2 separate regions of the Rattus norvegicus genome follow, and region 1 is linked to region 2. The links are chromatin contacts, called in public Hi-C maps. All regions are on one chromosome and are shown on one strand. Each heading gives the region's core, a stretch centred on a gene start, on an enhancer-like site or on the middle of the called end of the contact. The rest is flanking DNA. Distances are from core to core; before and after follow the strand shown.

What was found. A called contact is a pair of places that touch in the nucleus more often than the background predicts.
Region 1: a contact with region 2 is called in a Hi-C map of liver, with 2.3 times the contacts expected there. The contact joins the enhancer-like site here to the promoter of Tpcn2 in region 2. A contact is called at or near these places in 4 of 12 Hi-C or Micro-C datasets (the A7r5 cell line, kidney and liver).

The regions. Positions count from the first base shown.
Region 1 is chr1:209,931,103-209,934,318 of GRCr8, forward strand. No RefSeq gene overlaps it. Among named protein-coding and RNA genes, the nearest start is that of Mrgprd, 24 kb to the left of the region's middle. Within about 2 kb of position 1,444, at least 8 of the 93 cell types and tissues checked have an H3K27ac peak or open chromatin away from gene starts, as enhancers often do. A contact at or near this core is called in liver, where this site is marked.
Region 2 is chr1:209,874,180-209,877,565 of GRCr8, forward strand. Tpcn2 (two pore segment channel 2) reads right to left here and starts at 1,278. Exons shown (of 25, transcript NM_001399445.1): 1 at 1,202-1,278. The coding sequence starts at 1,262.

The DNA of each region.
Region 1 (3,216 bases), core at 194-2,693, 57 kb after region 2:
CACAGCTACAAGGTGGCCCTTAGAATAGATGGGAAGGCTTCAGGTGGTACCCATGGGACTACTGCTGGGGCTGCTGCACCCCTGCTTTCTTAAGTCTTAAGTGATGCCCCATCAAAGCCATTGTCCCCACTCCTTGACTCCCACCCTTGGCCAAAGCTTAGATTGTAACATCCGCTCCCTCTGAAATTGGCTACTGGTGAGGAATTCAGAACTTCCTGTCTCCCCACTTTTATCAGGGTTGCTGTTTTTCCCCCTCATCCTCACCTCCTTTCTTGCTGACCACCACACAACACTGTGCTGTGACCCAAAGCCATCAGATGAGGTTGGAAGAACCTGGCTTTCCTCCCTTAGCTCCAGGACACACTCGTTCACTTGCCACCAGCCTTGGAAGGGAGTGCCAGGTCCTCTGCCCTGTTGCCATCGGCCTGTGAGCTTTGGGCTCAGGTCTCAAGGTGAACAGAGCAGTCACAGGTAACTCAGACCGGCCAGGGCTCAGGACCCCTGGTTGCTGTACCTAGAGGAAGGCCATGTGGAGAGTCCTGAGTGCACAAGGATCTGAGTTGGTTCCTTTTCCCATGATCCCTTTGGCTTTACACATTGAAGCTTGGTTTGGACAAGGGCTCTCATGTGAGCCTGGCCACCCATCAGGTCTGGTGTGGAGCCTGACAATTGGAACATAAGGTACTGACTCTGTGGAGTCAGGTTTCAGTGTTGCTCCTCAGACCCTCAGTGGGAGCTCTGTGTCACTCTATGTTTGTGTCACCTGGCCTACTGGCTCATTGCCATGTTCCCCACTCTGTTCACAAGCACTAAATGTTGAAATGTGGATGCATACCGAAATAAAGGTAATTTGATGTGTTGAAAAATAAAATAAGGAACAAGATTGATGTGTAATACAACCTGGGCAAACCTCGGACACAGGGTGCCAAGTAAAATAGCTGAAGGCAAGAACTGTGTACTGAAATGAAGTTTCCAAAATAGGTCAATTGTCAAGTGCAGAAAGTGGATCCATGGTTCCTGAGACTGTGGGAAGATATGGGGATTAGCCACAAGCCACACAGAAGACCTGGGGTGGGGACCAGGACTGTAGGATTCTGCACTGTCAGAGGGTAAACTGTGATGAGGGCACTGCCCTTGGTGAAGCTTGACTGGTACTCCTGGCAGCAGAGGGCAGGCAGAGCCCTGAGCTGGGGCTCTAGTGGGGAAGGGCAAAGGCAGCCATCTCAACAGAGAAAAGCAGGGAGGGTGTAGTAGCCAGTCTTGTCTGCTGTCCCACACTAGGTAGCATTGGGTCTGGTGCACACTTGGATGAGGACTTGGTGATGGAGAACTTCAGTACGTCCAGATCCTGTCCTGGGAAATGACCACATCTCTGCCCGCCCATTAGAGGTCCACTGGCCGTTCCACACTGCCTTCCCTCCGAGAAGTTTCCAGACCAAATAAGGCCGCAGCTCTTGCCAAACTCCTGGCACAGAGTGAAATTCCCTCTAAGTGCCAAGCTTGTCACTTTGGCCTGGAACCTCCTGAAGCAGCTGGGTACCCAGCAGCCCACTGAGGCCACCCCTCTGGGTGATCCTACAGAAGCATACTGGTGATCCCCGACCAGCCGGAGAAGCACTGTCTTGGAACTGTGGCCACTTCAGTCCCCTACACAGGCTTTGACAGAGAACAGTGGTAATGCCAGTCAGAGACTGGTTAAACTGTCACCAGCATCTGGCACTAGACTTTCTCTAACTTTCACAACTACCCAGTGAAGTGGGTCTTGTAAAGCCCCATTTTAGGAATGAGGAAAATGAGGTCCAAGTCCAGGCAAACCTGGGGCTGTAGTATGAAGTGTAAAGGGACTCAATACCAAGGAGGCAGGGCCAGGGCCACCGGGGCCTCCCCAAGAGACCCCTTACCCTTAACCAACCCATGTGGGCCCCTCCCTCCTGGGAGGCTGTGTCCCAGTGACCCAGAGCTCACAGGGCCGGCAGGGGAGACATCTGGCTGCCTTTTCCAGTTCCTGGGCTGACCTGCCCAGTCAGGCCATAAAACATTTTTCAAGCAATTGGCCATTTTCCTAATGAGAGCTCTCTGGGATGACAGACAGACTTTGAAGCCAGCATTTTAATGAAGCAACAGTCAGGGTAGTGATCATCCAAGACAGGGCTTGTGGGATGTAGAGACACGGTACAGGCAATGGCATGAAGACCTATGTGCAGGGGCCCAAACCACACATGTTCTCTTCCAAGAACGGTGTGGTCATTCTTCCTCCCTGCTTGGTAACTTAACAGTCTCTGAACAGTCTCGATGAGGGGGGGGGAGCATGCATGCATGCATGTATGTGTGTGTATGTGTGTATATGCATGTGTATATGTGTGTTGTATATTTGTGTGTGCATATGTGTGTTTGTGTGTGTGTGTGCATATGTATATGTGTGTGTGTGTGTGTGTGTGTGTGTGTGTGTGTGTGTGTACCTGGAGAAGCCACACACTAGTGTGATGGTATGGACATTATCAGTACTCCACATCCTCTCAAGCCCTAGCCTGTGCAAGCCTAGCTCCTCCTGGAGGGCCACACCTGGGAGCAGCTCCCAGTGGCAATTTGAGACCTAGTCTTTCCCAGTGGACAGAGACCTGGGTTCAGTATAATCTCCATGCCCAAATGCACAGATCCTGTGCAACAACAGATGTGCTGGACTAGGGAAACAGCTCCGTGGGCAAACCGCTTGCTGTTCAAGCATGAGAACCCAAGTTTAGATCCTTAGAATCCGTGTGAAAGCCAGATGTAGCAGGGAAAGGTGCCTGCCACCAAGTCTGAGGGCCTGAGTGATCCTGGGAAACACGTTATAGAGGAGAGGCTGACTGCTGCTTGGCGTCTTTACTCCCACACATGTGCTGACCTCTGCAAGTATGCCCTCCCCCCAAACAAAAACATGTTTTAATAAGATATACAGCTGCAGGGCAACTGGATCAGCAAAGAGTCTTTGGCAGCAAGTGACAGAAACCCAACGTGGACTTTGTCCAGCCAAAAAAAGGACTTAATTTTAAAGAGTGCTGGGAAGGAAGGGTTGGAGGTGAATGATGGCTGAACCCAGAGACTCCGGGATGCTATAACCAGGCCACCCGCAGCCTCATTTGGAGGTCTGTTTTTCTTTGGCTTCTTCTTCTTCTACAGATAGGCTTCTAGAAGGCAGGCAGGCAGGCAGGCAGGCAGGCAGGCAGGCAGGCACTA
Region 2 (3,386 bases), core at 28-2,527:
CCATTCTGCAGGGGCAAGATGTACAATCATCATGGCACCGCTGTCCTGGACATCTGTCAAGACCCACACACCAGACTCCACAGAATCTCTCTTAGGATCTTCAAAATGTGTCCCCTACCCCACCAGTGTGTCACTACCCCCTTTTATTGAGACTCGAACTAAGTAATCTGCCAAAGACCCACATCCAGCAACTGGCAGCTCCAGAAAGGTCCCCAGATGTCATCACGCAAAGCATGTGTCCCCTGAACCATATGCCCTGTTCCTGTTAAGGGGTCTCAACACAGAGAGGGAAGGGGATAGATGAGTGGTCACCTCAGTGTCTAGCTTCCTGTCTCCCATTACCAATCCTGTGACCTCACTATTCAATGAAAAGGCACGTACTATGGGTAGACAGGTGCGTGCCCCACCTGCTATGGTTGGTACTATGTGCCAACCCAGTCTGCTCCCAAATAGGAGAGGAAAGGAAGTCCAAAAGGGGAAGTTTAAATAACCAGACCAGAACACACAGGGCAGTGACCACACCAGAAGTCAGGGTTGTGACCTTAAATAGGTCATAGGTGAGGAGGGCGTGCTTGCTTGCGTTCTCTCTCTCTCTCTCTCTCTCTCTCTCTCTCTCTCTCTCTCTCTCTCCCTCTCTCTCTCTCTCTCTCTCTCTCTCCCCTCTTCCTTCTCAGTCTCTGTGTGTGTGTCTCTCTGTCTGTCTGTCTCTCTCTGTCTCTTTCTCTGTTCTCTGTCTCTCTCTGTTCTCTCTACCTATCTCTGTGTCTCTGTGTGTGTGTCTCTCTCTGCCTCGGTTTCTTCATGAAGATGCCTGGGAAGCTGACTCCACTCTCTCTGGTCAGCAATGTCCCTGACCAAGGAAAGGAAAAGGAAAGAAAACCCTGAGACACTAAACGGAACAGGGAAGGAAGCCACCCTGGCCTCAAGACACCAGCTTCAGCCCCTAGCAGCCAAAGCTAGGGTGTTCCAGAGGGTGTTCGGCCACTTACTGCCTGGGGACCATGGGCTGGAGAACGCTTCTCTCTCTAAGCCTCAGTTTCCCCATGAGGAAGAATCTAGAGTGGTGGTGCTGTAACCCCAACACTTGGGAGGCGAAATCAAAAGGATCTGGAGTTCAAGGCCAGCCTGGCTACTTGAGACCCTGTTTCAAAAAGTAAGAAGAAAAAAAGAAAAGTAAAAGTGAAAGTGCCACCTCACTCACCAGAGTGGGCCTGGCCACCACCTCGGTCCCGGCCCAGAAGGGGCTGCGCTTCTGCCGCCATACCACCTCTATCACCGGCCAGACCGGTCCCCGCAGCGAGAGCCCGGCGTTCCGGAGGAGGAGCGACCTCTCTGTGATGACTCCCAGCGACACCCAATGAGAACGGAGAGCTAGTGCTGGAAGGCGGAAGCAACAAGCCCCTCCTCCAATGGGTGGAGCTCCGCTTCTTTGCAGAGGGGAGGGGCAGAAGAGTGAGAAGCTAGGCTCTCAAGGAAGTTTTTTTAAACAATGCAAATTACTACTATTCCCCCCCCCACCCCCAGCCCTAGGAATGTCAGGAGACTTTTCTAGAGAGTGCTGAGAGTGAGTAAGTGAGTGAGTGGGTGAGTGAGTGGGTGAGTGAGTGACTGACTGACTGTGACTGACTGACTGTGACTGACTGACTGTGACTGACTGACTGACTGACTGACTGACTGACTCTGACTGACTGACTGACTGACTGACTGACTGTGACTGAGTTTGCTTGCTTGCTTGCTTTAATTTTGAGTGCCTTATAACAAGCCAAGCAAGCTCTCAACCCCCAGCTACACCCAAAGCCCAGAAGTGTTTAAGCAAGCATTTTGTGTGACTCAAAGCCCAGAAGTGTTTGAGCAAGCATTTTGTGTGTCTCTGACACATATGAGTACTGTGTACAAGAGAATGACCACAAAGGTCATCCCCCACAAAAACAAATCTTAAATTTCTCCTCTGAAAATAGGCTAAAGCTTGAAACTGAGCATGTTGCTGCGCAGACATGGAATCCCAATACTACAGGCAGAAGGGACAGGATTGATACCAATCTGGGAACAGCCTGCTACTAGTTAATTCCAGCAGAGAGAGAGAGAGAGAGAGAGAGAGAGAGAGAGAGAGAGAGAGAGAGAGAGAAGCTGAGACAGAGACAGCTGTTATCTGTTGCCTGTCAGTCTGGGAGGTCAGAAGTCCAAAGATAGGGGTATTTTTTGAGGCCTGAGAGACTGAAATCAAAGTATGGCCACTCTACTGGGATCTTTTTAAATTTTTTCTTTTATTATTGTTGTTGTTGTGTGTGTGTATATATATGTTAATGTGCATGTCCATGACTGTGTGTATATGTATATGTGTGTATATGACTGTGTAGTGTAGGCATGTTCAGACATACCACATAGCTAGCACATGGGAAGGTCAGAGGACAACTTTCAGGAGGCTGTCTTCAGCCTCACTATGGGATATTCTTCAGAGACTGAGAAAAAAAACCCACCTTGGGCACATCCAAGAAACAAGCTGAGTTAATTTCCTTGAAGCTTGGACTGAAAGCCATGCTTACACACTTGCTGGATGTATTCCTGGGGTTCTTGGGATGGCTCCTGGGGTCACTATATCCCTCCCACACGCACCCTCTTCACAGCTGCAAGCACGGATTGAATCCCCAGGTTCCAAATGTGCCACCTCCACATTCGGCCCAAGACCTACTCCTCTCTGACTCTGCTTTGCCCATCCCCACAGGTTTGTTCCCTGGGGAGGGCAGTTAATGCACGTACATCAGCGGTGGTGGCTCAGGGCCTTTAATCCCAGCCCTCAGGAGGCAGGATCTCTAAAAGTTTGAGCCTTGTCTAGAGTTCTAGGACAGCAAGGGCTATACACAAAGAAGCCCTATCTCAAAAACAAAATAAAACAAAACAAACAAAAAGCCACATGAGCCATAAGGTTTACCATGTTCAAGTCCAGAGCAGCCGTGTGGAGCCACTCACAATACTGTACTGGGGTCACTCCACTGTCTCACGCTCCATTCCTCTGGAGATACTGAAACTATCCTGTTTTCAAACTGACAGTCATTTATCATTTAATGGCATTTATTTATTTATTTATTTATTTATTTATTTATTTATTTATTTATTTCAAGCACATCTTGCTGAGTTGCCCAGGCTGACTTCAAATTTACAATCCTCCTGCCTGGATCAAGGGTAATCTCTGTCTCTTTAAAATTTATTTATTTTTTTCATTTCAACATGTGTGTGTGTGTGTGTGTGTGTGTGTGTATTTAAAAAAAACCCATCTAATTTAATAGAAACAAGGTCACAGGGTAAAAGCCTTATGTAGCCCAGGCCACTGAGGTAGTTCCCCGGTGAAAGCACTTGCCATCAGTCTGAAAACCTAAAGCTGACCCCAG